Linked DNA regions of Mus musculus: regions 2, 3, 4 and 5 are each linked to region 1. Evidence: chromatin contacts called from public Hi-C, HiChIP or PLAC-seq and promoter capture Hi-C data. All regions are on one chromosome and are shown on one strand. The core of a region is the stretch at or near the end of the contact, and the rest is flanking DNA. Distances in the headings are between cores, read along the strand shown. Region 1 holds the start of Fcho2 (FCH domain only 2). Region 2 overlaps Gm45938 (a long non-coding RNA gene). Region 3 has its middle 24 kb from the start of Gm41036. Region 4 has its middle 3.4 kb from the start of Gm41032. Region 5 has its middle 29 kb from the start of Ptcd2.

Region 1 (5,364 bases), core at 1,163-3,662:
TGGGGCAGCCATTCCACACCTCCTCTAACAGATTTTTACTGCCATTCACAGTTTACCTTTTACCACGAGGATACAGAGGAAAAGATATTAACGGGTTTTGTTGGGACCTGAATAGCATTGGTCATGGGAGAGGAGATTTATGGTTAGGGGGTCAGGGCTTAATATTAGATCATGATTAACAGAGTCACCTGTGTAGCTTTCCCTTTTTAAAATATATATTTATTTATTTCATGTATATGATTATATTGTAGCTATCTTCAGACACACCAGAAGAGGGCATCAGATCTCATTACAGATGGTTGTGAGCCACCATGTAATTGCTGGGAATTGAATTCATGACCTCTAGAAGAACAGTCAGTGCTCTTAACCACTGAGCCATCTCTCCAGCCCGTAGCTTTTCTTTTTAGAGGAAGTGTGTGTGAGTGTGTGTGTGTGTGTGTGTGTGTGTGTGTGTGTGTAAGAGAGAGAGAGACAGACAGACAGAGAGATAGACACACACAGAGATATGGTCATTTAACGCCTAGAATTTCAGGATCCTTTCTTTCTTTTTTTTTGTTTGTTTTGTTTTGTTTTGTTTTGTTTTCAGGTTTATTACAACAGCTCCAATTGGTGTTTGAAATTCATCGCAACTGTAGGCTGAGTGACCTGAAGGTTAGAGAGACTGCCAAGTCCAGAAGCTTCGGCATCTCCTTGGTGTCAGGATCCACCTCAGTGATCTCTTGATCTAGGGCTGAGACCTCAGGAACATAATTCTCCTCTCTCTCTCTCTCTCTCCCTCTCCCTCTCCCTCTCCCTCTCCCTCTCCCTCTCCCTCTCCCTCTCCCTCTCCCTCTCCCTCTCCCTCTCCCTCTCTCTCTCTCTCTCTCTCTCTCTCTCTCTCTCTCGCTCTGCAGCTTGATAGAGATGCCTCTCATAGGACCTCTCTGAATCTACTTCATCAGATGGGTCACATAGCCAGCTATCTTGTTCCGAAGTTTCTAGCTGGGGATAATGGAGGTCTCCTCCCACAGGCGCTTGTTACTGTGGAAGCCATTACCCAGGTGTGTGTAGTACTTCTCGATGATGACCTGGGCCGCCTTCTTCACAGTCTTGGTGTGAACTCGGCCCATGTTGGCGGGTCTCAGTAAAAAAAGGAAACTCGGGGATCCTCTCTCGCACTAAGCCTGGTGATATTAGGAATCCAGTACCAGCCGCTTTTGCAGGGTGAGCTTTCTTACTCCTTTTGTTAGAATTTTCTTCTATCTTAAGCACCAAGGATAGCATAACTGGGCTGATGGTTTACAAAACAAAAGCAAATATTTATTTTAAATGGAAGAGTTAACATATACAAGAAAAACAAAAACAAACAAACAAAGGAGAGATTGCTCAGTGGTTATGAGTATTAATGCTCTTGGAGAGGACCCTGATTCAATTCCAAAGTCCACATGGTGATTCACAACTTTCTGTATCTTCAGTTTCAGAGGATCCCACACGCTCTTCTGGTCTTATTGGGCACTAGGCACACACATGGAATTCATACCTAACATGCAGGCAAATCACTCATACACATAGACCTTTTAAAATAGTATATGGAAATAGCATCTTTCCATCATTCAACTACTTGTATGGCCAATCTTGTTCCTCCTATACCCTAGTCTTCTGCCCTGCTTCCACCAAATACTCCTGAGCAGATGCTAGATGTCTTAGCTTTACGTGAATATTTCTGAAAGATATTCTTATAAAGGCACAACCTTTGTCTGGTTATCTTTTGCTATCGACTATATAAAAGATACATGAAAAGTGTTTACATACATCGTTTGGGGAGGCAAATAATTTCCTTTGAAGAAAGTGCTACATTGTCCATGTTTGAAAACGATCTTAGGACGTGCGGTGTTCATACTGTAGTTAAAACTACACTAAATCATCTCTGGAGCTTGACTTCCAACTTGCAGATCTTTGACTTAGCTTAATGAACTTGGGACCTCTAAAGTTTTTTAAACTTTTGGAAAGAAAGGCATGGCGAGGGATTTCTTTTCCCCATCAGGCCGAAGCATGTTAAAACTTGTGTCCTTTCCTCCTGGGTGTACAAACTGGTAAGATTACCACCATGGGCTTTGTGAACAGGCCTGGAAGAGTCGCGTTTCGGGTCACGCCTGCTCTCGGCAGGCGGTCCAGGCCGGCTGGCTCCCTTGTGACCGACTGCACTGCCTGAGTCTTGCAGGCGACACTGGGCGTTCCCTCCCTTTCCGGCCTTGGACAGTTTTGTTTTGGATCTTACTTCCCAGTCAAGGAGAGGCTCCCTGTTGACCAAAGGTTTCCCAGTCTCCTTGGGGTGGCCGGCTGCCAAGTTTCCTTAGTCCCAGTCTGCCAGGACCTGGGACTGCTGGAGATCCTAGAAGGCCAGGACGCTGGACGCGAGGGGGCGTGGCCCTATTAGCTCCGCCCCCCGGGCCTGCGGGTAGCTCGACTCCCGCCAGCCCCGGAGGCTCGCGCAGACTAAGCTCTGTACCATTCCTTGCGAACGCTCGGACCCGGACAGGCTGCGCGCACGCGCACTCGGGAGCGACAGTCAGGCTCTCGCCCCGTGGTGGCGGCGGCCGCGCCTGCCGCTAGGTGGCGCATGCGCCCTAGAGGGCGCGGGCGGTCTCTGGGAAGAAGGCGGCGGCGGCGAGAGGCGGGGGCGCCGTAGGGGCCGGTCCGTGTTTACACAGCGGCGGGCGGGTGCGGACGCGGAACCCGGCGCGGCGGCGGCGGCGGCGGCGGCGGCGGCAAGATGGTCATGGCGCATTTCGTGGAGAATTTCTGGGTGAGCGGAGGGTGTTGGGGACGCCGCGGGCTTCGGTTTCTCCCCGCGGCCTGCGTGCGCGGCGGGCGGCGGCTCCTCGGGCGGCCGAGCGAGAGTCCACGGCCCCGGGGTTGCCCGGCCGAGCTCCCGCGGGCCACGGCTCTCCGGCCACCCGCCTCCTCCGGGTTGGCCACTGCGCGCGGCGCCCGGGCTGGCAGCGCGGCCCGGGAGTCTCGGCGGGGACTCCAGAGGGCCGGCGGCGCCGGGCGGGGACAAAGCGCCGACGGGGCGTGCGTGCGCGGCGTCCGGCGCGGGGAGCCGGGCACCCGGCTGGTCGGCTTCCCGCGGCGCAGGCCCGGGACCCCACGCAGAGTCCGTGCAGGGCCGAGCGGGCTCGGCACTTCCTCTTGGCCGCGCGGCTGGGCTGGTGGGGGCTGCGCCCAGGACTTTGCCTTCAGGCCTGCTCACAAAGCCCGTGGAAGTTGGGTTTCGTGGACCTTCCTCGGGCTCCCCACACCCCTCTAGTCTCCTCGCCGTGTGATTTCGTGCAGTTGCTGTTAGCCGATCGTGGCAAGTACGCTTCTGCCATGAACAGGAAAGTTACGTGTTTACTCAGGTATCTTGGCCGAACTTGGGTTTTCGTGGCCCGACAGTTGCAAATACGGCACCACTTTCATTTAGGTAAGGTGTTGAAAGGAGTCAGCTTTCAGTCATGCCAGCTACTGCTAGCTGAGATTCTTAATTCAGTCTCAAGCACGGGCTTGAATACAATCAGTTCATGGTTATTTGTTTTGAATGTTAATTCGCTTTTCGCAATCATCTGTACTCGGTGGTGTTTTTAAAGAGCGGTTTTATGCATGCACTTAAAGTGTATACTGTGAAGAGTTCCTCATTGTTTTTTTGCAAACATCACCACAGTCAATTTTAGAACAATTTCATAACCTCAGAAAAAATCCCTTACCGGTTAGGAGTCATTCCCAGTTTGCCCCTTGTCTCGGTCCCTAGGCAACCGATCTGCTTCTACAGTTCCGTCCTTTCTGGACCCGGCTCTCTGATGACTATTTCACTTACCATAGTATTTTCAAAGGTAATCCACGAGATAATACATATTACTATTTCATTCCTTTTTATGATCAAATAATATTCCATTCCCTTTTTTACTTATCTATTCATTGGTGATGGATATTTGGTACCCATCGCAACGTCTCTTTTATTATGAGTAATATTGCAATGAACACTTTATACAAGTGTGTCAGAGCATGTGTTTTTCTTTGTAGAATGGAATTTACTGGATCACGTGTTTAACTCTATATTTGCACATGGTTAGCCAAAGGGCCAAGAAGCAGATGGAGTACTCTTTCAGTCAACTGCTAGACTGTTCCTCAGAGTGGCTACAGCATTGCACCGTGCTCTGCAGTGTCTCAGAGTAGATGTACACTCACTAACACTTGCTATCTTTTGTTACTATGAGGTGGACATGAAGTAGCAGCTTGTGCTCTTGATTTGCATTTTTCTGTGGCTAATGGTGTCAAACATTTTTTTCCCCATTTTAAGTATTTTTCTTTGGAAAACTGTAGACCCATTGTCAGTTTTAAAATTTGATTATTTTTATTGCCTTTTTGTTATTGAATCCTTTTCATAGTCTGAATAATCCTCCCAAACCTTGTGCCCTCACACTTATTTAAAGGCAGTTTCCTGGCCTTCTGATCCTCCTGTCTCTGCCTACAGACTGCTGGGAATACCGGTGTGTGTCATTTCTATTAGCCCTAACTTTTTTTTTTTTTTTTTTTTTTTTGAGATAGGGTCTATTTACATAGCCCTGGCTGTCCTGGAGCACACTGTGTAGACCAGGTTGTTTTTAACTCAGATTGCCTGCTTCTGCTTCCCAGGCACACCATGCCAGACCTTTAGATACATATACCGGTATACCTTCCCTCCCTCCTTCCCTCCCTGCAACATACAAACTTTATTTACTAAAAGTAACAGGTAAAATAAAACATGCACTTGTATTAAGAAAAGAAAACTACAAGAAAATTTGTTTTCAGTAACTTAAAAGAACCTACTTGCAGTTGTATTTAACTGAGCACTTGTTGATAAGAGTGAAAGATTTGTGTGTTTTTCAAGTATTCACTGAATACTACCTTATATACACATAAACATTAAATTTGAAAAAGATTAGATGACATTAGATGTGTGTGTGTGTTGGAAAAGGTGTCTAAAGAGAATGTGCAGTTTTGACTCCTGAGTGGTGTACTGAACCCGTCCTAGACTCTGTTGAACACCAAGGCTCCTCCACTCCTGTTCAGACATCAGATGAGGTTTTGTACCTGTTTAGAGAATTCTCTGTGTAACACGACTGCCAGAACCCATAGTGCTTGCCTATTAGGCAGGCATGGAGGGAGCAGGAAACCAGAGGAGCTCCATGACCACCTGATGGACATTGAAGCGACTTTAGTAGATGCACAGATACACGGTGTGGAGATAATGTCTCCCTCCAGAAGACTGCCTTTTTATTGACAACGTCTTTTGAAGTCCAGTTTGTAATTGGATAGCATCTTGAAGTCCAACTCCCCACTCTTCTGTCACCACTGCTTTTGTTG
Region 2 (5,712 bases), core at 291-2,790, 310 kb before region 1:
GTAATAACATTGGGGCTATGAGAGATTTCATCTAGTTTCCTATTTTACAAACGAGTGGTTAAGGCCAAGGAATGGTAAGATGACTTGGGGGGCACATCGGTGGTGACAAAGCTGGAATGGAGCCCAGGTATTTTAATTCTAGTTCAATTTCTTGAGCATTTTGTTTTAGAGAATGATTGACACTAGATAGTCTGTGATAAGATCTACCTACAGAAGAACATGAGGATCAGTGTTTCGTTACACAGACTGGAATATGAAGTGGGCATTGATACCATCTATACACACTATGATCTGAAGCAATGCTAGTCAGTAACTAATTTTGGGGGGGGGGATTGGTTTATTTGTTCTGTAGATAGTATTCTGCCTGCATGTATGTCTGCAAACCAGAAGAGGGCACCAGATCTCATTACAGATGGTTATGGCCACCATGTGGTTACTGGTAATTGAACTCTGGAAGAACAGTCAGTGCTCTTAACCTCCGAGCCATCTCTCCAGCCCCCAGTAACTAAATTTTTAATTGCTCATCTTTGGTATGTGTGTATTTGTGAGTCATGTGGTTGCCAGTGTGTGCAGAGTCCAACTTTATCTTTCTAATATATTAAAGTTTGTTTTTTGTTTGTTGTTTTACAAGGCAGGGTTTCTCTGTGTAGCCATGGCTGTCCTGAAGCTCACTCTGTAGACCAGGCTAGCCTCGAGATCTGCCTCCCTCTACTGCCTGAACACTGGGATCATAGGCGTGTACCACCACTGCCCAGCTAAAATTTGATTTTTTTTCCCCTTCAGTATAATTATTTTATGTATATGAGTGAGTGTGTTCCTGCACCACATGTGTTTGGTGGCCACATGGGCAAACAAAACAGTATCAGATCCTTTGAAACTGGAACTACCAAGGTTATAAGCCACCATGTGATTTACAGATAACTGAACCTGGTCCTCTAGAAAGAGCAGCAACTACTCTTAACTGCCAGCCCACCTCTCTTGAGTTCACCCTTCAGTTTTTTATGACAGAGTCTCTCCCTGGAGCTCACTGAGTAGGGTAGGGTGGCTAGCCAGCAAGCCCTAGGTATCTGCTCGTCTCCTCCTCTCGCCAGTGCTGGGATTTTAAAAATCATGCAACCACACCCAGTTCTTTTATGTGAGTTCTGAGAGTTGAGTTCATGTCCTTGAACTTGCAAGACAAGCACTGGACTGCCCGAGCCCTCTCCCCAGCCTCGTGTTAGGCACTGTTGAAGTTTTAGACCTTTCCATATTTTCTCCATTACGCACCACACATTTCAGTGACAAATTATGGCATTTCTTCCTGGCCCAAGGTTCATAATGATCTTCAAAGGGAAGAAATGATATCATGTAACTGGAACATTCACTGAGGACGGGAGTCAGATGCACAGAGTCTCCTGAGATCTCCAGCTACGGACATTTGTGTGTGCAGCTGTTACATTCCACCCATTTCCTGTCCTCCTGCTCCCAGCCTGCTGAGCAATGCCAAAGGACATCTTGTCCCCAGGCCTGCTCATGCTCCTAGGGACCCAGCCGATCTCACTCAGCTAGCTCCTAGCATCCAGAGGTATTTGGGTCACTCCCTGCCAGACTCCTGCCAAAAGCCCTTCCACATTCCTCTCTCCTCTCCCTCTTCTCCACTTCTCCGCCCCCTGACCATATAAGATCATTCGGTGTGACCTAACAATGTGCCTCTTTACCCACCCACCTCAGACCATGTCTCAAAGGTGGAAATGCTCTTTTCTTTTCAAGGTCTTTTCTTTACACTTGAGACTCTCTCCTAGACACTCCTCCATCAGCCACCAGCACTTTGCTCCATTTCTGTTTTCCCCCCTCCTCTTTCCAGCTTCTCTTGCCCAGAAAAACACCGACTTTCCCTTAAACTTAGAAAAGACTCTTTTAGCCCATTCCTCAAGTTAAAGCCATCTCTGCCTTTTGTTTTATTTGAAGTTTGCTTGGTGAGGTATATTCCCCAAGTCTTTAATCTGTGCTTCTCTCAATTTGTTTCCAATGGTCTCCTAATATCACATGTGTAGAAAATTTAAATATTCAAAATTTGATCCACCATGGACAGAGAGGGCAGCTCTCAACAGTATCGGCCACTAATGCAGAGAGTCATGGCTGGTGAATGTGGTGAGAAAGGAACTTGAGTGCTCAGCCCTAGGAGAGACATCTTTGCTAACTAACCCTACCCCTGCTCCTCCAAGGCTCAGGAGACAGAGGAAGAGTAGGGAGAAAGTGAAAGTTTTTCTCTGCTGGTGAAATGAGCCAATTCAAACCAGATTGGAGAATATAAGGGGGAGCCCTTCATGGGGAGTGACTTCAGGGTCCCAAGAAATGAGGCCAGGAAAGTGGCCCAGGGTGAGGGAGACAGGGGTGGGGGATGGGGGTGGGAGGAGTGGCTGGGGAGGAGGGCAGACAGAAATCGAGAAAGGGCTTGCTCACAAGAGGGAGAGAAAATACAGAGAGAGAGGGGGAGGAGGGAAAGGAAGGAGGGGGAGGAAGAGAGTGGGAGTACTGAGGAACAGGGAGGGAGGGAGGGAGGGAGGGAGAGAGAGAGAGAGCACAAAATGCCTGGATTGTACCGGGAGGAGCTTATGGGGGAGGGGAAGCCCAGCCCCTGGGCTGTAAAATTCAGGGTAGAGGGCAGGGTATGCCAGCCATGCCCTGTATACATAGAGACTGAAGGATGCTGGGAGAACCTGGAGCTCTGGTCCTCTTTGGTGTGTAAAATATGCACCTCCACCACTTGTCCTGGATCTGAACTGCATCAGAAAGAACATAAGAACTGGAGGGTGGGGAGGAGCGACGTGAAACGTCTTCTGGATCCGAGATGGCGATTGTACTCACACCGTACTTAGGCAGATGTGGCTCCCTGCACAAGGTCAAGTCAGCCAGAGAATTCAGTCACAGATTAAGGCGGTGTTCTCTAGGCCCTACCCCTACTGAGGAGCTACTAGCAATTGATAAGCTACTGGGGAAGGAGAACCGGCTTTTTGAGGGCGTGGTCGCTGGTAGGTTTTCTATTCCCAGTGGATGGTCCCACATGCATGCACATATAGATGGTACTAATTGAATCCAGTGGGGAAGAGGAGGAAGAGGAGAAAACGGAGTTAGAAGAGGTAAGTATGGAGGGACATGGGAAATATAGAAAGAGACTGGCATGGATATGACCTATTTCGTGTGAGAAATGGTGTATACATGTGAGAAATTCTCAAGAGTTAAGAAAATTACATAATTATATAAGTGTAATTATTTAGAGGGCTCTAAATTCGACTCTGATATAAAGAATTTTGCTCATTACACTCAAAGCCCTAATGTTAGTTTTCGGTCTTTTCTCATATGCTGTACATATGTGTCTCAATACCCAAGTTAGACTGTGAGTTCCTTTGGAAAGCCATCTCAGCTTCCCTTCTGTACTGGCTAGTTCTGTGTCAACTTGACACAGCTGGGGTTATCACAGAGAAAGGAGCTTCAGTTGAGGAAATGCCTCCATGAGATCCAACTCTAAGGCATTTTCTCAATTAGTGATCAAGGGGGAAAGGCCCCTTGTGGGTGGGACCATCTCTGGGCTGGTAGTCTTGGGTTCTATAAGAGAGCAGGCTGAGCAAGCCAGGGGAGGCAAGCTAGTAAAGAACATCCCTCCATGGCCTCTGCATCGGCTCCTGCTTTCTGACCTGCTTGAGTTCCAGTCCTGACTTCCTTGGTGATGAACAGCAGTATGGAAGTGTAAGCCGAATAAACCCTTTCCTCCCCAACTTGCTTCTTGGTCATGATGTTTGTACAGGAATAGAAACCCTGACTAAGACACCTTCCTAGTTGTGCCCAAGTGGCTCTTGCCAAATCTTATAATAGTCAGCCTCTAGATGGCCCCATAACTCACCACCTACGTCATGACCCTGTGTTGACCCTTCCTATACTCGATAGGGTGGGTCGAAGCAACTGGTGGGCCAGTAAGAAAATGATTGTTGTGACCTTTGAAGCTAGGTTACAAAAGACAACTATAATTACAATTAATTACAGTTAAAATTTGGTCTTGCTATCTCTTGGATTGCTCTGGGGGAAGCTGACTTACAGGACAGCCCTATAACAGAGGCTTCCTAGCAATACCCAAGAGAACATCTTGGTACTGGGTCCTCCATCCCATCCAAACCTCCTGATGACTGCCATCTTCGTTCATATTTTGACTACAATAAGAGAAGATGAACAAGAAGCCCCAAGCTCAACTACTCTCAAATTCTTAACCCACATAAATGTGAGACACCAGCTTCTTGTCTTCAAATATTAAGTTGTTAGTACTTTATCATCCCACAGTAGATCGCTAATATAAATTTTGGTACTGAACATGCAACAGGACTGCCCTGACAAAATCCTCACATATTGAGATGGCTTTGGACCTGGGAAGTAAACAGAAGTATTAGAAGAAAACTATCAGAGAAGCCTGGGAATCCTGAAGGTCCAATAGGAGCTTGGTGGTCTTTAGGAGGCGGCAGGTCAAGTTTGAGGGAAATGATTGCAAACGCAGGGAACATGAGTCCTTCCCAGGAAGTGGCAGTGAGCTCTCTACAGTTCTGCAAAGTTCAAAGCACTCTAGTGAACTTGAAGGTCTGAGGACAACCTGTGGGGATAGGTTCTCTCCTTCCGCTGTGTAGGTTCTGGGGACCAAACCCAGTCTGTCAGGCTTGGTGACAAGCACCTTTGTCCACATAGCCATCTCACGGGTCCCCATGGATGTGTTGACTCCAGCTGAAGTGATCCCGAGTTCCTGTCCTTCAAGTCACATGAAACAATAAATGTTTATTTTATTTTAGGCTGTAAAGTTTCGGGACCCATCTTTTAATCCAGTAGTAGAAAACTAATACAGTATTTGATACGTATTTCTTAATGAAGTAAAGAAATAATGTCTCATAAAGGAACCAAATTCTCAATGTGGTCAATAATTAAGACCTCTAAAGCCCCCTCAAGTATATACATCCCTAGGCCCTTGACAGGAAGCAAAGTAGACTCTTAAAGCAATTGTATTCCCTCTTCCTGGGTGTGTCCTATGAGGATAAAGCAAGCCGAGCTGTTGGGATTCACCGCACTGTTGACCAGTGTGGACATGGGTACCAAATGTGCAAGGAGTGGCCATGGAAGACAAGCCAGGAATCCAGGAGATGGGATCCAGTGAGAGTTAAGACTTATCACTCACACAGCCTCTCTCCTTCCCTCTCTCTTAGGTCTGGCTTAATCTGTGGCATCATGGCTTCACTTTCCAAAATTATAAGAGAGGGGTCTAAGAATAAGTGCTGTGGCTGGCAAAGCCCGTCTTGTTCTCATGCGTTTGGGTGTGCTCTTTGGGGTTTAACGCTTAATCCCAAGAAGGAGGCATCAAGACCAGTCCTGTTTATCAGACAAGTCCTGTTTATCAGACTAGTCTAATGGGAGGCCAGAAAGTTGCCCCCCACCCCCACCCCCCGAAACAAACAAAATTGCTAGATTGATAAGCAAGAGAGCCAATGAGACCTGTGCTTACCTCAGACTGCATTCACACGGCTTGGCCTGTGCTCTCCAGAGAATCCCATGTGTGAACATTATGAATGAAAATGAAAGAACCTAGTGGGGAAACCCCCACTCAATTCCCAATTCGGCGTGCACCCAAGAATCACGAACAGAACGGAACGCCTTGATGTAAAAACATGAGGTAGTTTAATGGCGGAGCTCCAGGTTGAAACA
Region 3 (5,329 bases), core at 793-3,292, 340 kb before region 1:
CAGTCTCCTCTGAAACTGTGAGCTGAAATAAACCTCTCCTGTCTGGAGACACGTGTGTCAAGTATTTGGTCATAACAATGAGAAAAAGTAACTAATTCATATAGACACAGCTCAATGGGTTTTGCTGTTGTTGTTATTGTTATTCTCTTCAATAGCCACAAACCATCACTACAGGCAGATTCATTAGGCAGACTTCTACAGTAATTTTAATCTTAGTCATTGCTGGTATCTAACAGAACATCCTTGTTCTTTGGCAGCCTCAAAGGAAGTATATAAGGCAAACACCAAACAGCAACACCTTAACCATCTTCGCAACCCAACACTCCTTAAGAACTGAGGTGCTGCCGATAACAGTAAACTGCTGTGTGGATGGGGCTGGGGGTCTAGTGATAGCTAGCTTTGGATTCCTTTTTAGAAATGTTTACCATTGCCTGGTGTAGTGGCACATGCCCTTAGTTCCAGCACTTGGGAGGCAGAGATAGGTAGGTTTCTGTGAGTTCAAGGCCAGCCTGGTCTATAGCTTGAGGTCCAGAACAGCCAGAGCTACATAAAGAGACCCTGTCTCAAAAACCAGCATCAACAACAGAAGAGCTGCTTGCCCATCCCAGGAGAGAAGGAAAGTTACCTACATAGATGAAGCTGTCTTCATGCCTTTGCTGTTTGTAAGGCAGGATACAGGGATTTTTGTCAGGGCCAGCAGCCAGCCAACCCGGGACTGAGGGGTCTCTCTGCTTCTCTCCCTGTGGCTATCTAGTGTCCCCAAGAGTCATTCCAACCCTCCATCCCCCTGGAGTCTTTCTGCCTCTGTTACCCAGCCTGAGTCCACAGCTTCCAGAGATCAGTTTCCCACCTTCTCAGAACACGTCTCCTGAGAAGGCACAGGAAGGCTCATTTCTCCTGAAGCGTGGTTTTGGGGTTTTTTTTTTGGGGGGGGGTTGTTTTTCTTGTCATAAAGCAAGTTTCTAGTTTCCAACATTTTTAACTCAGAGCCCTGCTCAGCCACTCCTGTAACCTCAAGAAAATCCTTGCCAGGTAGTTTTCTTATGGGCAAATGAGACTTCCAAGGTCCTCAAAGGCTTTGAAGTTGGAGGATTGGCCCAAGGAGAACTAGCTTTGGTGTATTGTACAGAGCCACCCTAATGACAGCCTGTTGGGTTCTACACGCAGTTTCAGGGGTCCCTGGAAGGTGAAATCTGTGGGGTGTCACTAGAAAAAGATGCCGATCTTGATCTCTGATTTCCTCGATCCTAGTCACTCACATGTGCACCTGTTCTTCACATATACATGGAACTCTGATGGTGGCTGAGGTGGGGGAAGGAAATGGCTAGCACATTTGAGGCAATCTTGAATCCAGGTCATTTCCCTCAGCTGACTTATGCAGGGCCGAGCACAGGCCGCTATGTAACATACACGGTTAGATTCATACAGGAAACGGCACAGCTTCCAAATCACGCACTCGAGATCTTGACTGCATTTCTGTTGGTTTGTGTCTGGCTGACCTTAGGAAGGTCTTAACATTTCTGATTTTCCATGTTTTCCATTAAATAAGTACAGCGTCTCTTATCCCATGTAGCTCCGTTAGAACAGCGCTTGCGTAGTAGCTCTCTTGAAGCCCCGGGATTCAATCACCAGTGAGTGAAGCATAAAACTGGTCAGAGCAGTGAGTATCTATAATCCCAGCATTCAGTGGGGGGAAGATTAGAGGATTGGACGCTCAAGGTCACTCTCAGCTACACAGTGAGCTTGAAGCCAGCCTGGGTAACACGAAAATCTCTCCGGAAAAATAAAAGCTGGGGAGTGGGGAGAGGAAGGAAGGAGGGTGAGAATGAAGGTCCTTCAGAGTTCTTTAACGGTGAACAGTTTGTGTTGGACTAACACAGTAGCACTTTGTGGAGAGCTGCTGAGGTTCAGGAATCCAGCATGGGGGCTTCCCAAGCTACACCTGTCACCAAAACTGGCAGGAGCCAGATTGCCCTGCCTGTCCTAGACCTTCAGCGTAACCCCGCATGGTTCCCGTGGCTCCCGCTGCTGCTCTGATCCTTCTTAGGTCCCGCAAATCAAACGGGGACACCTACTGGTGCCCTCTCTCATGCCTGCAACTTCCTCGCTGGCTCTGGGAACGCTTTTTCTCCACGCTGCTTGAAGCATCAGCTTTGAGGACTCTCTCCACCCTAGGGTAAAGCAGCCTTTACGCTCGGTTCTGAAAACAGACCGGTGTGGCTTCCTCTGTACTCAGCTTTCCCTGTAGGCTCGCCGTCCCATCCTTCCAGCCCCAAGCCGCAGCCTCCCTCTGCTCTAGACCTTATAGACAACCTTTGGGCCACCTGCTGAGTTCTCACTTCTGGTGTGAGTCAAGTTCCTGTTACCGGCTGAGTCATCCTCTGGGCATCTTGTTTTGGCTCAGATTCCCAGCGGTGTCTGAGGTCCAGACCTGTGGTCTCAGCCTTGGCTGCACATTTGAATAAAGGGGAGAACTGATCAAATTGATCTTGAGCAAGTCCGGGGTGAGCATTTTTAACAGCCCCTCGATTCACTTCGCACGGGAACTGTCTCCTGAAATCCCGGCAAGGTTTTGCCTCCAACACCAAAAACAGTAAGCACAGAGTAAAAACTGAAAATGTAATCTCAAACAAGAATGGAAGAGGGTGATATATTCCTTACCTCTCATAACTGTCCGCAAATATTAACTTCTGAATTGACAATTTTGCAAACAGGGGCTGCAAATAAGCCCTTTCAGCCTTTTCGACTTTCAGATTTGAAAGTCATTTGAATCCTCACAAGGTCATTGTCATCTATTAAGATCAAATTTAAAGAGAAATGAGAGAGGGTGGGGTACTTGCTGCTCTTCCAGAGGTAAGTTATGTTTCCAGCTCCCATGTTCTATAACTTCTGTCTATAACTCTGGCTCCAGGGACTTGATTCCCCTTTCTGGCCTTTTCAGATCTCCCCCCCCCCTCTCACACACACACACTCTCTCTCTCTCACACACACACACTCTATCTCTCACACACACACTCTCTCTCACACACACTCTCCCTCTTGCTCTTTCTCTCTCTCTCTCTCTCTCTCTCTCTCTCTCTCTCTCTCTCTCTCTCACACACACACACACACACACACACACACACACAGAGGGGGGGGGGTGGGAATGAAGGAATTAGGGCCTCTTGAAGGATGTGACTCCTGGTTTGGTTATTCAGTCTTTCTGAGACGATGGGGTAAATATCAATTTTTAAATTCTGCCTATTTCAAGTGTTTGGTTCACTCGGTGATGTGAACTATCCGATGACAAACTTAGCAGTAAAAGTGATAACAGCTGAGAAGTGTTTATCTTCCTTTCATGGCCCCACCTGTGGGGTACATAAAACGCAATAGAACAGTGGAAAAGACTGGAAAGAGCAGCTGAACATGGCTCTGTTTGTGTACCATAAACAGACCACCCAAGTTGTAAGGTTAGACAGTGGCAACCATGGGAACCACGGACACACGATGCTGCTGCTCCTCCTACAGCTTCACGAGTGAAAACCATGAGAGGTCTTACGTCAGACTGCCATCTGGAATATAAACTGGAAGTATAAAGACACTGAGAAGTGAAAACCCCCTCCCTTCCGAGAGGCACGGGCCTATCACAGTTAATGGTCAATTAATGTGGAGTCGGGAACCAACTTGGGGGATGTCTTGGGGTAGGATTCAGGAAAATCACAGGAGGAAAAGAGGCATATGGGCACAAAACTGTGCCTTTAACTGGAAACTGAGGGAGGGGCGTGTCCTTCCATGCCCTGGTGCAGTATGTATGTTATGACATCATCATCCCCCACGCCCGTTCTTTGATCTCGTTGATGGGAGGGTCACAATGCCAACAAAAGGGGGTCAGGTTTTTTTGGTCCCAAGCTTTGCAGGTAAGTGTCTTTGACTACTGTTTGCCCACTCCAACCGACAATGCACCAAGTCTGCCTCTGCCAGGGCCTGTGCCAAAAGGTCAGGCCTCGCCTTAAAGAGACTTGGCATGTGAACTTAGGGAATGGTTGAGAGCTCAGCTAAGCTTCACAGATGAATCCCATGCACTCTGGTGAGTAGAAAACAGCCTCTCTGTCTCAGCCACTCTCAGGATCTAGCAGTCTGTGTCACTGGTCTGTCCCAGGGGGGGCCTTTCCCTCTGCCTGAAATCGAGTCTCTACTCTTAGCATAACTTCTGCCTTAGCAAACTCCTTTCTCCCCGGCTATCCAGATGGACACATTGTTACGTCACACGTCCACTACCTCTGTTCCTGGTCTATTTTATAGGCCTTATCACTATGTATAGTTATTTTATTATTTCTGCTTCCCTTCAACCAGCCTGTGTCCTCTGCCTGCTACCCCTCCAACATGCGCATGCTCTCTAAGTTCCACCAATTATCCTTACCTAGGTCCTCAGCATCACCTCGGTGCTCCTTTTCAACAAGTCTAAGCAAATGCTGAATTCATTTACCACCTTGGCTCTAAAAAGGTAACTTTTTGCTCTCTGCAAGGAAAAGGGAGGCGGGTAGAACTGAATAGCAGAAAGGGAATAAATGTGTCGGTCCATCCGGTCCATCTGTCAGTCACGGCCTCTGCGATTTCCTGCTGTGTGTCCATTAGTAAGACCCCCGCAGTACTTTCAGGATCACTGAAGGAAACTTTTCCACCTTAAGTGTGAAAGCCAGTAGCTACACAGAGGCCACTGAAGTGCAGAGGTCACCACAAACGCCTGAGAGTTAAACACGGAGTGATTTTTCTTTCCTTAGAGAGAGGGAAAACTTTGATGCGGACAGATCTAAAAAATCTCTTGATCTCTTTAAGGAGAGACAGGCTGCATCTTCTCCTCCTCTGCCATTTTATCATTTTGAATTCAAACTTGAATTCTTCCCCCGGCTTCCAATTAAACCACAGTCTGCCGGCTGTGCCCCTCCCCCTCCCACTTCTGCAGGCCGCTCTAAAGCTGAAAGACTTTGAACAGAATCTTTCTTGTCAATCCTTTTTGTTGAAGAGAATAAAGAAGGCCAGCCTTTGCTGAGAGAGGGTCTCTAGACTCCCGGTCACTCCTCCATACTCCATTCAGCTCATACTGGACCAAGGCTTTATCCACATCCCAGCCCCAGTGTGATGCTCAGGAGACAGAGGCAGCTAGCCTCTGCCCTAACCTACTCTGAAAGCCAGGACAGCCAAGAGTGTTCTTTGTGCAGCTGTGCTAAATAAGTCGCCCTTTCTCCAGTCAGCATAATCCATCCAGGAATCCAGCCTGTGCTCGAACACACTTGCCTCTCTCCTTCATCAAGCTGGCTATCTGGTGGCCTCTGTAATGTGACATACAGTG
Region 4 (5,076 bases), core at 1,360-3,859, 280 kb after region 1:
TCAGGTGAACAATTTTGCCTGTATTAGCTCAGTTGCCAGCAGAGCAGCCCTATGCATATCTGCCCTGGCAGTCTTAGTTAGTTAGGGTTTTATTGCTGTGAAGAGACACCATGACCACAGCAACTCTTTTTAGGTTTATCCCATTATCATCATAGCAAGAAGCATTGTGACAGACAGGCAGACATAGTGCTGGAAAGAGAGCTGAGAGTTCTACATCTGGATTGGCAGGCAGCAGGAGAAGAACTGAGCCACTAGGCATGGTTTGAGTTTCTGGGACCTCAAAGCCTGCCCCTTAGTCACACACATCCTCCAACAAAGCCACACCTACTCCAACAAGGCCACACCTCCTAACAGTGCCAATCCCTGTGGACCTATGGGGACAATTTACTCAAAGCTTCACGCTGGCCCTTTCCCCACCACATGCAACAATTTATTTCTATGAGAAGATGTATTTGATCTTTCAAATGCCAACTCAAGACGAGCTTTTGTAATATTTTTTATGGTTGAGGACTGTCTCACACGTAAATATATGTCATTCCGCACGCAGCGGTCTAGGCTGCTCCTTCTCAGTAAAACAACCCATCTTGCTATAGGAAATTATTAAAAGCGCTTTTCGTTTACGCCTGTGTTTTTTTTTTTTTTTCCTTTTTGGAGTTTAACCTCTCTGAAGAAAAGTACTGTCCAATTTAACTCCAATACGGCCACTTTAAAGAGCGTTTCCCGAGATGCAGAGGCTCAATGGAAGTTCCTTTTGCTTAGGCTTATTATGACTTTATAGGTCCAAATACATATCTTTTGATGCTTTAATTAAGGCTTGTGGGTAAATTATGAAAGAAAGAAAACATTTTAATCAGCTTATAAGGAACGAGACCCATGACGTTCCCAATTGAAGCCACAGCACACTGCCCTGTAGGACATCCGACTGTGTCTTTTCATTGGTCTATCCCAGGATTCGAACAGCAGACTTGAAAGTGACAGGGCTAGGTATCAAACGGTTGCTCGGGCTGTTTCTTCAGTCACGGCGCCTACCCAGGAGATTTTCTTGGGGGTGCGGCTGACCTTTTAAACCAGAGATGGGCAAGGAAACATCCTGGTGTCTTGGCCACAGAAAGGGGTTCATCCTAAGCAGATGGGAGCAGGGTAAAGAAAACAGAGTAAGTGCTCTGTGACTGGTTTTGTTTGCTATCGCTGATTGAGTTTGCTCTTGGCACTACAGGGCTACCTGTCCCCACAGTGAAGTTTTCTAGAAAGAACCTCCTAATGCTCCCTGGGACAGTACTCCCAGGACAGTGCTCCCTAGGACAATGCTCCCCAGGACAGTGCTCCCAAGGACAGTGCTCCCAAGGACAGTGCTCCCAGGACAGTGCTCCCGAGGACAGTGCTCCCTAGGACAGTGCTCCCGAGGGCAGTGCTCCCGAGGACAGTGCTCCCTAGGACAGTGCTCCCTAGGACAGTGCTCCCTAGGACAGTACTCCCAGGACAGTGCTCCCTAGGACAGTGCTCCCCAGGACAGTGCTCTCTCTCTCTCTCTAGGACAGCCACAGTCTCACGGCCTAGTCTTCCAAGTGCCCTACTCTTCCAGTCTCATGTTCATTTTCAAGGCATTGGCTCTTGCCCTAATCTCACTGTTCCCCACATTTGTTCTCTGTTTGGAAGCCAGGTCTGAGACTGGCACACAGCCTCTGTGGATCCAGACCCTGCCACCAGCTGATGATGGAGGAGGACACCCTGTGTGACACCCCTTGTCCTACTGTAGCCTTCTGCACTCTCTTCTGTGAGGCAGATGTGTCACATGCCTCATAGAATTTATGTTTGTACAGACTCAATGCTGTTCGTACAGTAGAGCTAGTCTCACCTGAGACGACCTTAAATGAACAACCTCTATCCTCTCCTAACCCTGGAGAATTGGGATTGCTGAGATCTGGGCTCTGGGTCCCTATTCTAACAGCTTCTCCAGGTGACTCTGACACAGCATGAGAAGCGCTGCCTAGTGTATGTGACAGGTAGGGAAGGGAGACTGTCTTTGCACAAGCAGGAAATCAGCATGTTCATTGTAGGTGATGGAGCAGGGCTGAGGGAACATCAGAATTCACCCAGATCTTACTTACACCTTGATGTTACACATTTTAAACTAAAATATTAACTTCAAGCAGTGTTACCGACACAATTGTGTCCCTGAGCACATGTCATTTGAGACAAGCAAGTACCCCACAAGGGTCCAAGGTTCTGTCAGTCCCTGGGGCTAGAACATGTCAGGTTCTGAAGTAAGCAGCAAGGATTATGGGATGCGCTTCGCCAGCTGAGAGCAAAGGATCTGTCCATTTCTTGCACAGAATCTGACTTCCCATATAAACATGTTACTAAAACTAGCCTGTTCTGTCCATTGGCAGCTGGTGTGGTGGCTTCTTTGCCCCGTTAGGTGATACACCCCCAATTAGATAAACTGCGGCTTATTGCTATTAATGCCTTTTGAAGTTAGGGTGAAGTTAAAATTGTAGGCTAGCCAGTAAGTCTAACAAGGCATTTTAATAACTTCCCAAAGTGGAACAGACACATGCAAGCCGGCCAGGTTTGCCTCTGTGTCCAGTGGACTTCTGGAATCTCTGGTTACGCAATGTTGGGAAACATCCTCATTTGGATAATGTGTTACACGTGGTTAAGACGGGCTTTTGCTGCTGTTAAGATAGCTTTCCTTGCAATCTTAGCATTCTTTCTCTTAAGCAGACAGCAGGGCGGCTTTATCCTGAGTTACACATGTAGGGTTTACAAAGCAAAATGTGGCACATGAGATATTTGATTGCATCTCTTGTTTCTTTATGCATTGTATTTTAAAAGAGACAAAGACAGTTACATCACAGTTTTTTTGGGGGGCCACTCAACAAAATCTTTGTTGCTCCTCAGAGCTGTCCAAAGTCACTTTATGGATAAAAGTCTAAGATGATGTCCCTTATGCCCGTCCTTTGACCTTGATGGTCACAGCCTGCTGCACCAAGTATCTCCCAACCCCGTTGTTTATAGTTTATGTGGACATCAAAACCTCCAAGAAGATTCCAAGAGCCTCTTGTTCAGGATAGAGTCTTCTGGAGCAGGAGTTCTGTTTATCCTGCTTCAATGAGTTGCAGACTGGAATTTCCCCAGAGCCATCATCTCCCATGCTCCGAGGAAGGATGCCAAGCATCGAGCACTGGGCAATGGCGAAGAGCTCGAGGCCACTTTGCCTCAACTTGGTGCTTGTCCATCACTGGTCCCTGGAAACAATCTGGCTTTTCTTTCTGCAGCCAAGGCTTGGCACTCAAGTGCAGCTTTGCCCAGCTTCTCTTCTGTCGGGTCTACTCCCAGAAAGCAGTTGCTCATTTAGATGAACTGCTCCTGGCATGTGCTCATGTGTAACTAACAAAGGGATTCTTCTGGGGTTGTGGGGGTAGGGCAGCAGGGCAGAGAGAATATGTTCCTGCAGGAGAAGCCATTTATCTAAGCTGGCATCTGCAGCTGGCCTTATCTAGTGCAGGCTGTACTGGCTGATACACACCAGTGAGCCCAGCCCTGGGGAAGCTAAGGCAGGGGGACTAGTAGTTCCTGGTCAGCCTGGGCTACACTGGGACATCCTGTGTCAATGCAAACAATTAATAATAAAACTCAGGTTACCTCGAGGACCCAGTCACTGCTTTGAGTAGCAAACTATTTGAAGAGCAGAGACCTTGGAGACAGTCTGGCAAGAACAGAGGATTCTGGGAGAAATGGAACTACACAAACCAAATTACCTCTGATGAAGGAAACCTTTTCCTACCTCGGATTCTCTTTTGACCCTAGAACTAGCCGTAGCCTTCCCCTGCAGCATGCCCGGCCTGGAGACCCACACTGTACTGTCGGTGAGCTTCTCTCTCTGTCAGAGCTAAATCTGCCAGGGGCTATGCAAGTGTGGAGGTTAAATAGGTCCAAGCACATCAGGAAGGAGAAATTCAGTCCCCCAGGCTCCAAGTGGCTCACCTGATATGGCCTAGTCTCTCAGCAGCTTGCTGAGCTTGGATTTTTTTTTCCTTTTTTTTTTTTTTTTTTTGCAAGGTGGAATTTAATAACAGTATAACAAAAAATAAGAGGATTGTGAGGAAAGAGAAGAACTAGAACGCAGAGGCTTAGCTGACACCGATACCTGGAACTGGACTTTGCCAGGAAAACTAGCCCAAGCGTGATTGTGTTTTATTCCTTACTTCCTACTTGCAGTAGGATCGAATGGATTGCTTAAATATCATTCTTTCTTTCTTATCAGAAAATACTATTAACCTAAGAAGGCCACATGCTGTTGTTAGTGTTCAGGACAGACTTTTCTCACATGGTCAGCCCGTAAGAGGATGTTGCCTGTAGTTTCTCCAGTGTCTGTTCCCACTATCTGCCTTGTCAGAGGAAGTGATCTCTGCCCATTCCCAGACTCTTCTACCCTTAAGAGCAACCATGCCATCCAGTTCCGACCAAAGATGTGTTAGTTCTGACTGTGGAGTGGAGCCTCATGCAGACAGGCAGACTCAGGTAAGGTGGGCAATTTGTACATTTTTTTAAAATCTGTCTTTTTCTTGGAGTGTAGGTATGACAGCTAGAAGAATAACTACCTTAAGTCCCCGAGGAGGCCAGTTGTAGTGGTGCCTTTAATTGCCTTTAATCCCAGTATTCAGAAGGCAGAGGTATACTGATTTCTATGAGTAAGAGGCCAGCCTGGTCTACAGAACAAGTTCTAGGACACCCACATCTGCATAGTAAAGAGGTCTTGTCTCAAACAAATCATAACCAAACTGGAAGAGGTGCTCCTTCATTGATCATGGTAGAATAAGCACGCAAAGAAATGTGTGTCCTTGCTGCCCCTTGGCCAGTTATAATAACCTCTACCTGTCTTGAAATTTCTTCTCAACTAAGCAAAGTAAAAGCCTCACAGCAGCTGAGCAGGGTGGTGTGACCTCAGCATTTGCTAAGTAGAGGCAGATGGATCAGGAGCTCACCACATAGTAAGTTCAAGGCTAGCTTGGGTCACAAGAAACTCTGAAAGCAAAAATAATACATAAACTCTTTTTGGTTGTAACTTAGCAT
Region 5 (5,714 bases), core at 731-3,230, 500 kb before region 1:
GCCCATCTCACAGTTATCAGAAAGAGTTTGCCTGTGTTCTGTAAAGCGTTAGACAGCCTCATTAAAAAAAAAAAAAAACAAAGCAACAACAAAAAATTCTTCTTAGAAAATAATGGCTTCTGTGTGTGCCTGGTGTTTTGTAAACAACAGCAAAAGTTGATTCCTGTACCTGCAAAGCCTTAGAGAATAGACCATGCTTCCCCAACTTACCTTGTGTAAATGGCTGTAATGCGTTAGATAATTGTGGTGCTCTTTGTTAGGCCACAACCACTCATTAACAAAAACAAAAATGGAAAAAGCACAAACAACTTCATGAATAATAAATACCAACCTTCCTGCCCCCTGCTTCCCCGAGAGGGAGACTGCTGGCCTCTGCTGATGGAGACCAGCCGTCATACCTGTTTTAAAGCCTCAGTAGCAAGATAACTAATGCACACTGTTAGAGGTGAGCACTTAAAATGTATTAGTTACTATTTCTTTTAAATTTTATGTATATTGGTGTTTTGCCTGCATGTGTGAGGGAGTCAGATCCTCTGAAACAGGAGTTATAGACAATTGTGAGCTGCCATGTGGGTGCTAGGAATTCAACCTGGGTCCTCTAGAAGAAAAGCCAGTGTTCGTAACCACTGAGACATCTCTCCAGTTCCCCATAATTACTTTTAAAAAAACAAAAAAACAGAATGCACTGGTTCTCCACTTGTGGGGTATGGGTTACAGTGTGCCCCCTTTGGGGACAAATGGCCCTTTCACAGGGTTGCATATCAGATATTTACATTATGATTCATAACAAGCAAAATTGTGGTTATGATACCGCAAGGAAAATAATTTTATAGTTGGGGGTCACCACGACATGAGGAACTGTATTAAAGGGTTGAGGTGTTAGGAAGGTTGAGAACCACTGATCTGTGGGTGCTTGGGTGACAGCAGAAGCAGGGTCACTTATGCCAGAGTTGATGAAAAGAAGGAAATGACCCAGCACATAGCAAGGGTTATTGTTCCTCAGGCTCTAACAGAGCAGTTGGCTATATATCTCATTGAACCTTCAGGAAAGCCCTCTGAGATAGCATTACCCCACTTCTCAGGAAAAACTGGAGGTCATAGATTGGATACCAGGGAGTAGAAGACAATGGTATTTAAAACAGGCTGTTGGGAAGCACTTTAGTAAACATGTTTCTAATCACATGTCTGTATTGCCTGTGTGTGTGTCTGTCTGTCTGTTTTGTGTGTGTGTCTGTGTTTTGTGTGTCTGTTTTGTATGTGTATATGTGTACTTTTATTCATGCTGTGTTCTTTTCTACAGCAGCAGAACTTAGCCGAGACAGCAGAGGGCGCCCAGATTCTCTCTCTCTCTCTCTCTCTCTCTCTCTCTCTCTCTCTCTCTCTCTCTTTTAGGGTACCAGTTTTCAAAAATGTCTTCCATTCCTGGAACTCAGAGAGAGCAGAAATTCATATTGAGGCTACATGGGTAAAGTACCCACGTACCTGACAGATGCAGAAGACATCTTCGTCACACAAAAACACTAGATGACTCACTAGAGAATTGAGTGTATTTAGATCTGCCCAACTTGAAGAATTGTTCAGAGGTCACATTCAATTCCATGAAAGTTACATACCGAGTCTTCACAGAGTACTGATTATATGATGTTGGGATTCAAATGAAACGCGTCCCTACCAGAGACCAGAACACCAGGGAGGAGCAAAGGGACAAAGACTTGCTCCAGAGGACTTAACTGAGAAATCAACAAGCGGTTCTCAAAATCCTCCAGTGCACTGGAAGGAAACTCTAAAACTGAACAGGGAGGGAAATCTCCGAAGGAGCAGTCTCTGTAGGAGAGCAGTCTTCAGGCTGCAAACATCTTGGGGACAGAGCTATGGTGGACATTTTCTACACACACTCTCAACACTGGCCCTCGGAACAGGAGGGAAGGCTTTGGCGTTCCTCTGATCCCAGCCTTGGAAGGCTTTGGTGTTCCACTGAGCCCAGCCTTGGAAGGCTTTGGCGTTCCTCTGATCCCAGCCTTGGAAGGCTTTGGCATTCCGCTGAGCCCAGCCTTGGAAAGCTTTGGCATTTTCCCATAGCTCTGAGGCTTTGGTCCTTGACATGGCTGTGTTCGTGTCAAACAATACATATTTACACAGGACTTTACCCCTCAAGACTTTCCCCATTCTCCACAATCTCAATATATTATATTTAAAAATCATGTGTGATGGCTACCTGCCCCAGATCCAATAGAAATCTGAAGGCCAGATTCATTTCTGTATATGATGTTAAGTAGGCTTTTTGTAGGCTTTTGTATTTAGGAGTTAAAGAAAGAAAGCAAAAAGTCTACTGCACTGTTTATAAAGAGAAGATGACTTCTTGGGCTCATGACCTCTTGTCACAAGCCATCCAGTGAAGCTTACTTCTATAAGATCCACCTTGTCAGGGTGTGGGGTAGGAGGTGGTCTTCCTTTATAACCCAGTCTAAACTGAAGATCCTCCTGCCTTAGCCTGCCAGGATTCTAGATGTGTGCCACAGTGCTTGACCAAGCTCTTTCCTGACAAAGAGATAAGTTAAAGTCAGTGCCTCATAGGGCAGAGAGCAGCCCTGCTACCATGCCTCCTGCCCTGCCCTGAGCCATGCTGTAAATGCTCAGCCCTTGGCTTGTAGCTTGACTTTGAAGGCTGTAGAACCTGTAGGAGGTATGGCCTGCCTGGTAGACATAGGTCACTAGGGCCAGGCCCTTGAGGGTCAGTCTGTCCCTGGCTCCCATCTATCTACACTCTCCCTGTTGCACTGCCATGTGACGATTAGAACTACCCACACAGTACCTTCCCCACAGAGAGGGACTTAAATCCCTCTGAAGCCATGAGCCAGAGTAAATCATTCCTTCCTGGAGCTGCTCCTGCCAGACATTTTACCAAAGGAACAGAAGAGACACAACTCTGTCCCCGCATGTCCCACAGTCTAGCCTTTGCCACCTGCCTGGAACCCACAGTGAACTCAGTGGGCCATAGATGTAGCCCGGAGGTGCAAAACTTATATAGAGAGAATACTCAGGTCTGCATTTATTTGTCTTTTACGTATTTTGAGGCAGGGTCTTGCTGGGTAGACCATACTGGCTAGCAACCCGCTCTGCAGCCCACGCTGGCCTCTCTCATTCATGATCCTCCTGCCTCAGCCTTTTAAAAGTCTCTTTTCTCCAAGTGTTTCAGTGTCTGCATATGGACACAACCTTCAAGTTTCACTGAAATCTTCTTGTGCGGAACCTTTGTAGAGCTGTGGAGGATGGGATCCAAAGAAGACGTTGCTATCTTCACAGGGCCAATTCCCTCCATGGTGGTGGGTCTAAATCAGCAGGTGATGCGAGCTCCCTTGTCTTTGAGTTGGAGGGTTCACTGTAACAAGGCAGTTTAAAGCAGGTCAGGTGCATCACTTTCCTGTTCTGGGTCAGTTGAATGTGGTCTGTGAATTCTTCTGTCCCTGAATTCTACTTCCTCTTTCCCCTCTCCCTGTCTTCCCGTCATTCTCATGATGTCTCTTCCTTTGGGGTTGTGCTGCGATGGTTTTTTGCCTTCTCGTGTTCTCGTCCTCCTGACTCATTGCGGAGAGGCCAGGTCACCGAGGTAATTAGAAACGCACGGTCTGCTTCAGTCTTGGCTTTCCCCTCGCCTAGCCCTATTAGAAAGAAGAACTGCACAGGTCAAGATGAGAAAAGCGATATCCCCAAAAACATCTTCCTCTCCAGCTGCCACGGGGCTACATGCTGTGGACGGTAGATAGCAAAGCCACCTGGAGCTGCCAGGCTATTCTCAACGCTGTCTCACGGGCCCAGCATCTTATGCAGCCTTTCACGGGAGTTGCAGCTCTCAGAGGAGGGTGCAGGCAAGAATGGCTAACTCCTATTTTTATTGCAACCTGTGGTACATTTTTGTTTTCCCAGTTTGTTCAACAAAGAACATTTAGCAATCGTTTCTTTTACCTGGAAGTCATACCAAGAGCAGATGAAAAACAGTAAGATGTGTCTGCTAGTTTGACATTTCCAGGTCCGATGGTCAGGTCCTTTAACTAATCCCAGACTTTGGTTCAGTTCCCCACTCTGGGGTGCGCCTGTCATCTTGCAGCTCCCATGATGCTCAACACACTCAAACTCAGACTATCTGATTGCTTTTGCTCTTATTAACAGTCTACCTAATTACCAGTACTGTATTTGGTGGTGAGGAAGTTTCATTTTTAAACTGATGCAACTTGGTGTTGAGTTGAGGATATTCAATCAGCCTCTGGCAGGAAATGAAGAGGGGCAAGCACCTGCAGTTAGGGCGACTCCGGAGCTAATGAAGAGATGAATAATGGAAAGAATGAAGCCCCGTGCTAACTATGACTCAGTGGGTCCCACTTTGCTGCCAGGAGTCACTTATTCTTTCCAGGATTGCAATCTCCCACGACACATTGGAAAATGAGGCCCAGTGGTGGTGGTGCACACCTTTAATCCCAGCACTCGGGAGGCAGAGGCAGGAGGATTTCTGAGTTCAAGGCCAGCCTGGTCTACAAAGTGAGTTCCAGGACAGCCAGGGCTACACAGAGAAACCCTGTCTCAAAAAAAAAAAAAAAAAAGAAAAAAAAAAAAAAGGAAAATGAGAAGACATGGGTGTCATGGAATGCTGTCCTCTGATCATGCCCATTACTGTCTCAAAATTAGATTGCACACAAAATCAGGCAGAGGAAGTGGGCTGACATATCTCCAAGAGGCCCATGAGAGGCATAGAAGACTGTTCAAGAGGGCCCCTTCCCTCCCTGAGCCATCTGCCGTACGTCTTTGATGGTGTTCAAGGGTACGCTGGCCATGCTCCTGTAGGTGCCTCCTTATCCTTGCTCGTGTAATTCCACTTTCATTGGTTCAGCAAGCTGGCCTTTTAATCATTCCCTGCATCTGGGGTGAGTAGACATTTGCTCATATCTACCCAAGGAAAAGCCCATAACACATGGGGCCACAGTACACTTGTCTAGGGTGGTTTTTGGAAGGATTGTCATTAAATATTGTGATTTAATGATAATGGCAAAAAAAAATCCCTTTCATCCTTTCCTCTTCGTTCTACTACACATCAAAAACAATGAAGGCCAGAATAACCAATGGAGAGACAGCTCCTGACCTGACTCACTCTCGCCAGTTCTGGAGGCTGCGATGGTGGTAGCAACAGCAGCAAGTGGCCACACATGGCTTTCCTGCTCCTGCTCTTGATCTCAGAGCTGGAGAAGCTCACTGTGGCTGCAAATGTGTGGAAGTGCTTTCCTGGCAACCCGTAGTTTCACAAAGAATAAAAATGAAAACCACCATTACCACTGTAAGGTTCCTTTTCATGGGTTTCTATTCGTGGGAGAGACACCTCTGTTTCTAGCAGTCAAAAGTCTTAGGAATCGACCGACCCTTTACTTGGGGCTGGGGGGGCAAGGGTACCCATAAGATCACATCCCTTTCCATCTTTCCTTAGATACTAATTTGGAACCCCTTAAGTCTCATGGATAACATACAGCAAAGCCCTAGAGTGTCAGGAATGTTATTCAGTTTAAGTAACCATGGCAGCCCTGAAGACCACAGACAATGGTGCACAGCTGTGCAGTGAGCCTCCCAACCAAGGGCATTGGACAGAGAGGAGTTGGGGAGACTGAGAGGCAAGGCTACACCTAACAGATAATGCAGCCTTCTTAGTCACCCAAACCCGCTGTGTAGACCAC

What was found. Promoter capture Hi-C pulls out the DNA fragments that hold promoters and counts their contacts. Hi-C and Micro-C count contacts between places; a contact is called where the count stands out from the background. HiChIP or PLAC-seq counts read pairs in DNA pulled down with a chosen protein or histone mark.
Region 2: an H3K27ac HiChIP or PLAC-seq map of heart atrium shows a contact between it and region 1, with 8 read pairs. The contact joins the enhancer-like site here to the promoter of Fcho2 in region 1. A contact is called at or near these places in 4 of 39 promoter capture datasets (the C10 cell line, fetal liver, liver and 1 more), 4 of 484 Hi-C or Micro-C datasets (bone marrow-derived macrophages, cerebral cortex, muscle stem cells and 1 more), 12 of 115 datasets of contacts at active chromatin or transcription factors (the 230-238 cell line, the NIH/3T3 cell line, embryonic forebrain and 6 more) and 3 of 9 other capture datasets (adipose tissue, liver and pancreatic islet).
Region 3: a promoter capture Hi-C map of stem cell-derived epiblast-like cells shows a contact between it and region 1, with 3 times the contacts expected there. The contact joins the enhancer-like site here to the promoter of Fcho2 in region 1. A contact is called at or near these places in 9 of 39 promoter capture datasets (the C10 cell line, embryonic stem cells, hippocampal neurons and 4 more), 9 of 115 datasets of contacts at active chromatin or transcription factors (acute myeloid leukemia, bone marrow-derived dendritic cells, embryonic stem cells and 5 more) and 1 of 9 other capture datasets (embryonic stem cells).
Region 4: a Hi-C map of the N1E-115 cell line shows a contact between it and region 1, with 4 times the contacts expected there. The contact joins the enhancer-like site here to the promoter of Fcho2 in region 1. A contact is called at or near these places in 3 of 484 Hi-C or Micro-C datasets (the G1E-ER4 cell line, the N1E-115 cell line and embryonic stem cells).
Region 5: an H3K27ac HiChIP or PLAC-seq map of heart atrium shows a contact between it and region 1, with 4 times the contacts expected there. The contact joins the enhancer-like site here to the promoter of Fcho2 in region 1. A contact is called at or near these places in 8 of 39 promoter capture datasets (the 3T3-L1 cell line, the C10 cell line, cranial neural crest and 4 more), 15 of 115 datasets of contacts at active chromatin or transcription factors (astrocytes, bone marrow-derived macrophages, embryonic forebrain and 9 more) and 2 of 9 other capture datasets (adipose tissue and liver).

The regions. Positions count from the first base shown.
Region 1 is chr13:98,812,497-98,817,860 of GRCm38.p6, reverse strand. It overlaps Fcho2 (FCH domain only 2), which reads left to right and starts at 2,412. Exons shown (of 26, transcript NM_172591.3): 1 at 2,412-2,785. The coding sequence starts at 2,753. It overlaps Gm34995 (a long non-coding RNA gene), which reads right to left and starts at 1,880. Exons shown (of 3, transcript XR_382806.4): 1 at 1,792-1,880. It also overlaps the pseudogene Gm18134.
Region 2 is chr13:99,120,894-99,126,605 of GRCm38.p6, reverse strand. It overlaps Gm45938 (a long non-coding RNA gene), which reads right to left. Exons shown (of 5, transcript XR_001781030.1): 5 at 4,148-4,767. Among named protein-coding and RNA genes, the nearest start is that of Gm45938, 13 kb to the right of the region's middle. Within about 2 kb of position 1,540, at least 85 of the 459 cell types and tissues checked have an H3K27ac peak or open chromatin away from gene starts, as enhancers often do. A contact at or near this core is called in adipose tissue, bone marrow-derived macrophages, heart atrium and 2 more, where this site is marked.
Region 3 is chr13:99,149,479-99,154,807 of GRCm38.p6, reverse strand. No RefSeq gene overlaps it. Among named protein-coding and RNA genes, the nearest start is that of Gm41036, 24 kb to the left of the region's middle. Within about 2 kb of position 2,042, at least 97 of the 459 cell types and tissues checked have an H3K27ac peak or open chromatin away from gene starts, as enhancers often do. A contact at or near this core is called in epiblast stem cells, pancreatic cancer cells, stem cell-derived epiblast-like cells and 1 more, where this site is marked.
Region 4 is chr13:98,537,039-98,542,114 of GRCm38.p6, reverse strand. No RefSeq gene overlaps it. Among named protein-coding and RNA genes, the nearest start is that of Gm41032, 3.4 kb to the right of the region's middle. Within about 2 kb of position 2,609, at least 5 of the 459 cell types and tissues checked have an H3K27ac peak or open chromatin away from gene starts, as enhancers often do. A contact at or near this core is called in the N1E-115 cell line, where this site is marked.
Region 5 is chr13:99,312,862-99,318,575 of GRCm38.p6, reverse strand. No RefSeq gene overlaps it. Among named protein-coding and RNA genes, the nearest start is that of Ptcd2, 29 kb to the left of the region's middle. Within about 2 kb of position 1,980, at least 15 of the 459 cell types and tissues checked have an H3K27ac peak or open chromatin away from gene starts, as enhancers often do. A contact at or near this core is called in adipose tissue, bone marrow-derived macrophages and heart atrium, where this site is marked.